Linked DNA regions of Sus scrofa: region 2 is linked to region 1. The links are chromatin contacts, called in public Hi-C maps. All regions are on one chromosome and are shown on one strand. The core of a region is the stretch at or near the end of the contact, and the rest is flanking DNA. Distances in the headings are between cores, read along the strand shown. Region 1 holds the start of FBXO2 (F-box only protein 2). Region 2 holds the start of AGTRAP (type-1 angiotensin II receptor-associated protein).

What was found. Hi-C and Micro-C count contacts between places; a contact is called where the count stands out from the background.
Region 2: a contact with region 1 is called in a Hi-C map of liver, with 6 times the contacts expected there. The contact joins the promoter of AGTRAP here to the promoter of FBXO2 in region 1. A contact is called at or near these places in 1 of 5 promoter capture datasets (fetal liver), 13 of 47 Hi-C or Micro-C datasets (alveolar macrophages, blood, brain and 9 more) and 1 of 2 datasets of contacts at active chromatin or transcription factors (alveolar macrophages).

The regions. Positions count from the first base shown.
Region 1 is chr6:71,745,582-71,749,723 of Sscrofa11.1, reverse strand. It overlaps FBXO2 (F-box only protein 2), which reads left to right and starts at 2,459. Exons shown (of 6, transcript XM_021095335.1): 1 at 2,459-2,581. The coding sequence starts at 2,560. It overlaps FBXO44 (F-box only protein 44), which reads right to left and starts at 2,514. Exons shown (of 5, transcript XM_021095338.1): 1 at 2,305-2,514; 2 at 387-668. The coding sequence starts at 651.
Region 2 is chr6:71,822,557-71,826,731 of Sscrofa11.1, reverse strand. It overlaps AGTRAP (type-1 angiotensin II receptor-associated protein), which reads right to left and starts at 1,413. Exons shown (of 5, transcript XM_003127573.6): 1 at 1,280-1,413. The coding sequence starts at 1,306. It overlaps LOC102163957 (a long non-coding RNA gene), which reads left to right and starts at 1,493. Exons shown (of 3, transcript XR_002344904.1): 1 at 1,493-1,808.

The sequences.
Region 1 (4,142 bases), core at 1,210-3,709:
GATCTCTCATTCTTTCATAAGCAAAGCCCCCTTTTGCCCTTGGGACAATCCTATAGGCCTAGTCCTGGAGTCTGGGAACTAGGCTAAGAAAATCTTGTGTCTTGGGCACAATTAGTTCCAATTAGCCAACATTCCCTCTCCTAGGAAAGGCCACTGGGGGAATAATCTTAAGAGTGGAAAAAGAAATGCCACTCTTGGCCTCAGTTTGTCCATCTGAAAAATGGGTGTGCAACAGTACCTACCTCTTAGGATTATTGTGAGGGAATGAAAGAAGTTAAAACCCTCCAAATGCCTGGCTGGCTCCTAGTAAGTGCTTAATAAATGTTAGATGGTCTCATGACAGTGTGTGTGTGTTGGGGGGACGTCAGACCCAGTCTGCACCCCACCTTCGGCACATGGGTTGTGCAGGAGGTTCCTGCGGAGGCTGCGAAGGAAATAGAAGATCTTCCAGTCGGCCACGGGCTGGTCCCAGTCCTCAGTGATAAAGCCCTCGCGCAGGCATTTGCGCTTCCAGAGGGTCACGAGGTCGATGAGGTCACGCCAGAGGCTGCAGACCAGGCGGCAGCGCAGCAGCAGCTGGCGGGCGGGCACGTGCGTGAACAACTCCAGCAGGATGTTTTCCGGCAGCTCGTTGATGTTGCCCACGGCCATGGCTTCTGGACACGCTCCTGTGGTTGTTGAAAAGCTGCACTACAGACCTGGCCCTCTTCCCAGGACCAGGTATTCACAGCACGCAGCGGTGGTGGAGGTTCCCCTCCCAGCTCTGCCTTTGACTATCCCAGGAAAGTCAGCCTCTCTGAGCCTCAATTTCCTCCTCTGTAAAATGGGGTCAGGAAGGGTACTTACCTCCTGAGGAGGGTTCGAGGAGCCTGAGACACAGCGGAAGCGCAGTAAAAGGTGAGCTCTAATTTTTTTACAAGCATCTCACAATAGTCTCTGAGGGGAGCTAAGGAGGCAGAAAAGGTGGCAGCATCTGCCCAGAGGTACACAGACAGGAGCAGAGGGGAAAGGAGCCAGAGCCTTCTCTGGGTCTAGAGCCATTAGAGCCAGTCTTTTTTTTTTTTTTTTTTTTTTTTTTGGTCCTTTCAGGGCTGCACCTGCGGCATAGAGAGGTTCCCAGGCGAGGGATCGAATCGGAGCTGTTGCTGCCAGCCTAGGCCGAGCTACAGCAACGCCTGATTCGAGCCTCCTCTCTGGCCTAACACCACAGCTTACGGCAACGTCAGATCCTTAACCCACTGAGCGAGGCCAGGGATCGAACCCGCAACCTCATAGTTCCTAGTAGATTGGTTCTCGCTGCGCCACGACGGGAACTCCTAGAGCCAGCCTTTTTCAATAGGCCTGACCGTCTTTAGAGTGGGAATAATCCGCAGCCCTGCAGCCTCTCTGGTGCCTTCTGCATTCTCTCTCCCATTCTCAAAACGGACGAGGGAGAGAACGTGTGGGGGGAGGATAATGACCATTGTCTCTGACGTAGGACCAAAGCGCTCAAACCACCTTCTGCGGAGGAAATGATCTAACTGGCTGGGACTGGAGGAGGCGTGAGTGATGGGGAACGGCCTTTCCTATACCCTTACTCCCACCGCTGTGGCTGGGCTCCAGCCCCAGGTGCCCCCCCACCGCGCGCGCCTTGGATTTCCCATCCCGCCTTGTGGCTTTCAAATGTCCCCCAAAGTCGAGGCTCGGACCCCTGCGCATCGATGGAGACCCCAGCTGGGGTTCGCGCCCGCGCCGCCGCTCGAGGCCGCGCCGAGCAACCCCGCGGCCTGGGCCTTGTCGGCGCCAGGCCTCCCTCTGCGCACTGCGGCGGGGCCGGGAAACGCCGAGCCCGCCCGCCCGCCCGCCCGCCCGGCCCCCGCACGCACCCCGCGCCCGCGCCCCGCGCCCACTCCCGCAGGTCACCTGCACTCGGCCGCCGCTGTGCGATCCCGCTCGGTGGCCGGGGCTGAGCCGGGCTCGGCCTGCGGTCGCCCGTGGGTGCGGCCCCGCCCCGGCCCTCCAGGCCCCGCCCCGGCCCCGCCTCCGCCGCCCGACCGGGTCCCAGCGGCGCGGGGAGCGAGAGTCCTGGGACGCGCCCCCCGCAGAGGTAGGAAAATTACCTCGAGGTGGGGGCGGTGCCAGGAGGAGCCTCGGCTTCGCTCCCTCCGCCTGGGCGGCGCGCCCCGCACCCTCCGCCTGACCCAGACTCTCCCTGTTCCCTCGCCGCCGCCTCCCAGCAGCCAGCCCAGGGCGGCGCTGGGAGCCGTTCCGAACCGGACTCCCCCCACCCCCATTAAAACACAAAAACCAAACCCGACCCCTGACCTTTCCTGGCCTCCTTGTCGGTCCTCCAAGGAACCGAGAGCTTCAGGCCTCCGGCTGATCGCTCGGGACTGCTGGGCGTCCGGGCGCAGGGCCAAAGGCGGGGGGCGGGGGGGCCTTTAAGAGGCGCGGCCGGCGGGGACCCGACCCAGACGCGGGCAGCGCCTGGACTCGCCGCCGCCGCCGCCGCCGCCGCGGGACTCGGACAGCCCCGCAGTGCTCCGGCTCCTCCTCCTCTCGCGACCGCCCTCCGCAGCGATGGACGGAGACGGTGACCCAGGTAGCCGCTGCGGCCGGATCCACTCGCTTAACCCAGGAGGGGAGACCGGGGCAGGCGGGCGAGTACTGCAGAGAGGGGACATCAGAGACCAAGACCCCTGGCCCCCTCACCACCTCCCGCCCCGACCCAGCGCGGCACACTTTCACCCAAGCAAAGCCCTTGAGACAGTCTCAAAAGAGCACAGCCCTCTGTCTGCGGGAGGCCCCAAGAGATGGCAGGCAAGGAGGGAGACCCAGGAAATAGCATACGAATAATGCCACGTTCCTGCCTCCTCGCAGCTTCCCGAGGGTTTGTCCCGCGGGGTCTGGAACCCATCTGGCATGCAATAAGCCACAAGCCTCTTTCTTCCATCAGCTTCTTCCGTTTGCCAACTCTGGCCCCTGAGTTGCCTAAATCCCAGTGGATTTCTTGGGGTTACTAGCCTCTCCCCATCCCATCCTAGCCTTCCTCCTGGGATCCGTTATCTGGAGGGGCTGTCCTTTATTTGGGTGACTGCGTGCCCAGTGGGGACCCGGGAGGGCTGGGGGCGTCGCCTGTAGTCAATGCTCCGGTTTTTGAGACTGCCCAGTCATCTCCTCTGGTACCAAAGGCCCCCTGCCTCCCTGCTGGGCCTGTAGGGGTTGTCTGCTGAGTCAGGGTGGGAAAGAGAGCTGCTCGAGCATCCCCACACTCCCTGCTCACCAGGCCTACCTGAGAGTGGCCATTGCTTGGGGAGGCAGAGGTAACAAACTGATGCTCACGCAGGTACCCGAGCCCTCCGCCCCGCCCCCCATCCCTGAAAATCCTAGCTCCTTCGGCCCCTGCTCCCAATCTGTGGCCCCTTTGCCACACCCTTTATAGGGCCCCAGAATGGGTTCCTGCTTTTTCCCAGGGCCAAGTGAATCAGCCTTGGAGGCAGCTTCCAGGGGCCAGATAACTTCCCGAAGGCAACAATGTAGGGAGTTGTGTGAGCTTGAGAGGGGGTGGGGGGCCCTGTAATTAGATCTGGGGCCTTGAATGCCAGGCCTGGGGCCAGGAGAGGGGACCGGGCGAGGTGCACCTTTCGGGGGAGCATCAGGTGTCCACCAGGGCAGGACAGGGCAGGGCAGGGCAGGGCAGGGCAGGGGGAGGGGTGGAGAGGTGAGGACACTGAGCCCAACTCCCCAGAGAGCTGTGGGCGGCAGGATGGGCAGGTGACGTGGCTCCAGGGCAGGCATTTTCCTCTCTGCCTTTCCACTGCTCTGCCCTGCGACTTGGGAGCAGCCAGTAAGCCTCTCTGGGCCTCAGTTTCTTCCTTGCACAGGGAAGGATAAAGACCCACATCTTAAAGATGTGGCCAAAAAGAAAAACCAAAATGCAAATAATGAAAGGAACTGTGTTGAATAATGAGTCACTAAATAAGACTTACTGAGGACTCACTATGTGCTCTGGGCTCCAAAGGGGTAAACCCTGATCCGGCTCTCAGGGCCCTGGCCGCGTGGGGAGGAGGAGAAAAGCTGCACGTGAGGACATGAAGGGTAGGCTGGCCGGGCCCTGTCCACACTCAGACTTGAGTCTAGGCCTTACCTGCTCCTGCCCCCAT
Region 2 (4,175 bases), core at 164-2,663, 78 kb before region 1:
CACTCCTGCAGCTCTGTCTCTCACCTCATTCCCGCTCGTCAATTATTTTAGGCAAATCTCTCATCAGAGAAAAGGCAGCCCAGCCGGAACCCCACACTGCCTGGAACAGAGCTGCCTGGAACAGAGTGCGTATTGGCACCAATAAGCCTCAGCGCGGCCTTCATGTAAAGGTGGTCCCAGCTAAACCTTCAACCCAAGCCCAACCCCCTGTTTCCAGCCGTCTCCCCCCACCCCACCCCAACCCCTGGGGAGGTGAAGGAAGTTATTACGGATGCCAGTGAATCTGCCCTTATGAAGTCACCACACAGACCGTATCTAATTACCCAAATATGAATGATGTGTTGTTCTGTAGTCATTTATCTCCTAGGTTCCTTTAGTACCAGGCATCACAGGGGCTAAATGCTTTGTCACCCGTGAGTACGAGGGCCCTCCTGGATTCAGTCTCAAAGGAAACTGCACCAAGACCCAAAATGGCAGGTCTGGTCCAAGGTTCACACCTTCCCGACCAAAGCCGAAGGCTTCAGCCTCTCAGTGGCAAACACAGCCAAGGAGCACGGACGGGGCTGGGGGAGGTGGGGAGAAAAAGGAGAACAGCCGCTGGCATCCTGACCGCTGAGGACGCGGCTCAGGAAATGAAGACACCCCAGGAAGCCTCAGTGTTTTCTAAGCGCGCACAGTTGGGGTTTTCTACTTTTGAGTAACGTCTCCGGGTGTCTGTGTTTCTTATGCAACAAGGATGTTGGATTTATAAACTTTGGAAAAACCTCTTGTCTGGGATCATCTGATTTTAACTTGATTTGCCCAACAAAGAAGGCCGACGTGGCGGCGGGTGTGGGGGTGGGGGTCCAGGTGAAAGGTTTAGCCCGGCTCTCGGTGGCGCCCCCCCCACCCCCCCGCCTCCCTGCGTTCCTCTTTCTCCAGGGGAATTCTGGGCGCGCAGGCCAAAGCTATCCTCAGGGGCCTGGCACTCCTAGCTGGACCGGTCTGGCCCCGGGAAGAGGCGGCCCCTTCCCCCGCTTCCCTCCTCCAGTTCCCTCTCCGTCTTCCCCGCTGGCCTTCCGGAACCCTCTCTCTACTATGGTCTACCTGCCCACCTCCTTCTCACCAGGGGCCTGTACAATCTCTTTCTCCCTACCACCCCTCTTTCCCCAAACTCTCGGTCCTCTCGCCTCTAAAATCCTACTTGAAAAGTTCAATCTCCCCACACGCTCCGGGAGACCCACCCCGCGCCCGCCCGCCTGCGGCTGGGCCACCCCTACCCCGACCCGCCCGTCGCCACCTTCAGGTTCACGGCGGGCAGCTCCATCCCGACCGAGTCGGAGGGCACCTGCGCAGCAACCGCGTGGGTTCCTGGTCCCCGAACTCTGGAAACAAACTTGCCCCGCCCCGCCCGGCTCCGCCCGCAGCCCCCGCTCCAACCCCAGCTGGGCTGGGCGCCACGTGAGTCGGATCACGTGACCTCTGCCCCGTTGCTAGGAGATGGCGTCAGGCTTCTCGCGCCCTCCGAGCACCTCGCTGCGCGCAGGTAGTTCCCGGGTGGGTGGAGACTCTCCAGGTTTACGTCGCCAAGGGCGCATTCTCTAGCCGAATTAAAATCCCAGCAGGTGAGCTGATAGGACCACCTGCAGCCAGGAGAACTTGGGGGCACGTCCAGATACAAACAGATGTGGCTGGTGACTCATCCCTAAGGGCACCCTCTTTCTTCTCAGTGAAAGTGGAGACAGTGACTTACCTCCTCGGATCCCTGGGAGGATAAATGAACTAACTCATGTTTGAAGAAAAAAATGATTCTGACACTTGCTAAAATGGTAAGGACGACTTTAAGACTCTTGGGGGAGTTCCCTGGTGGCACAGTGGGTTAAGGATCCAGTGTTGTCACTGCTGTGGCTGGGGTCGCAGCAGTGGTGGGGGTTCCATCCCTGGCCTGGGAACTTCACAGGTGTGGCCCAAAACAACAACAACAACAAAACCTGAACAAACAAAAATTATTGGGGCGGAGGTACTACAGGAGGGGAGCGAGGACAATGGGGCCCAGCAGGGATTTATGGGTGAGCAGCAGTGGATGGAAAATCACCAAGAGCAGACTTCAGGGGGAGGGGAATTCTTGCTAAAGGCAAGCCGAAGAGAGGTATCAAAGGTGTGTGGGATGGGGAACTTAATCAGATATGGAGGGTGATCAGATACCAGCGGAGGCGGGGAGAAGAGGGGGATTCCGGCTAAACTGACTTAGCAGGATTCTTGCTCACACTGGGCTCTGCAGTTCCTTCACGTTGGAGGCAGAAGGCTGGGTGGAGGCCTGGTCAAGAAGAGGGCTCAGAGGAGCCTAACTGCAGTTTGGTTCAAGATAGAGTCTGTCAATCTAAAGTACCCACCTAAAGAACAAGTGCCTGGCACTTAGTAAATGGGTAATACACGTCGGATGTTGCTGTTATCAGCACACAGTGGTTGAAGCCTACTTGAGTTATACTTAAAGCTTCAGGAGTTCCCGTCGTGGTGCAGCAGAAATGAATCCGGCTAGGAGCCATGAGGTTTCGGGTTGGATCTCTGGCCTCGCTCAGTGAGTTAAGGATCCGGCGTGGCCAGGAGCTGTGGTGTGGGTCATGGATGTGGCTTGGATCTGGCGTTGCCATGGCTGTGGTGTAGGTCGGCAGTTGTAGCTCTGATTAGACCCCTAGTCTGGGAACCTCCATATGCTGTGGGTGCGGCCCTAAAAAGACAAAAAAGACACACACACACACACACACAAAAGCTTCAAAAAAAAAATCCAGCTGGAAGACCAGCAGAAAACCTATAGTCACACCTGTCTCCAGAAGAAAGATTCTATCAAGACACCGTCTGCCTCCAGCTGTGAACGGAAAGGATGGAGGGAGAAAGGGCTGCTCCACCAGGCATCTCTCTCAAGGACTGTTGACCACCTCCAAAGAGTCCGTCCATCCTTCTTCCTTCCCCATCCTTCAACCGTAACCAGAGAACATTTAGAGAATACCAGCTTTCATTTAGAGGGTCCCCTTTGGTCTGAGGGCTTTTTCTTGTTTCCAGGAGGGGAGGGACCACATAGAAACCTGAAAAACTGCCTGGTGGGTCCTGAGATCATATCAAGACACTTACTCTCTCCAGTTACAAAGAAAAGATTTTTCATTTTCTTTTCTTTTTTGTTTTTATGGCTGCACCGTGGCATGTGGAAGTTCCTGGGCTAGGAGTAAAATCAGAGCTGCAGCTGCCGGCCTATACCACAGCCACAGCAATGCGGGATCCAAGCTGTGTCTTCAACCTACACTGCAACTCATGGCAATCCCAGATGCTTAACCCACTGAGGGAGGCCAGAGATTGAATGTGTATCCTCACGGACACTATGTCAATTTCTGAACCCACAGCAGGAACTCCAGGAAGGATTTTTCTAGGTGGGTGTGGGGACTTTTGCAGGGCTGCAGGGTCCACTGGCCTAAATGAATGCCCCCTTTGGAGACACAGCCCTCCAGCCCAGGGGCCAGAATAGCACAGCATCGGCCATAGTAACGGAGAGCTGGGAAGCTTTAGAGACCAGACAGATGGCTTCCTATGGTGTGATTGTCTGGGATTCAAGGCACAGGGGACTAACTGGACCAGATCGACAAGAGTCTGAGTCCTAACTTTGTCCACTTACTGGTCAACCTGAGCAAGTCACTGCCTCTGTGCTTCAGGATTCTGATTTGTAAAATGAGGATAAGAGTAGTAATTTCCTCAAAAGGTTGTTAGGATTTGTTAATATGTGAAAAATATTTAGAACGTTGCCTAGCCGACGGTAAGCACTAAATCAGGATCTGCTACTATTTTGTGATTCAAGAGTACTTATTATTGGTATCTGCAGAGTACCTAGAAAAGAGTAATTCCTCAACAACTGGTGGATATTATTATTATTATTATTATATGATTTCCTTCTAGTAAATGTTCCCCACTCACGCCAGATCCTAGAGGTGTTTACTCCAAGTCTGCAGCTGTGTAATAAGATTGTGATCACCTTTTAAGGAGAAAATGCCAAACAAACAAGGGATTAGAGCTGACCCTTATCAAGTACTTATTTTGTGTTAGTGGGAAAAGCACTCCTAATAAATAGTCATGACAACCCCTGCGGTGTAGGCGCTATTCTTACAATTTTGTTTTCTTTTTTGGCTGTCCCTCGGCATATGGAAATTCCC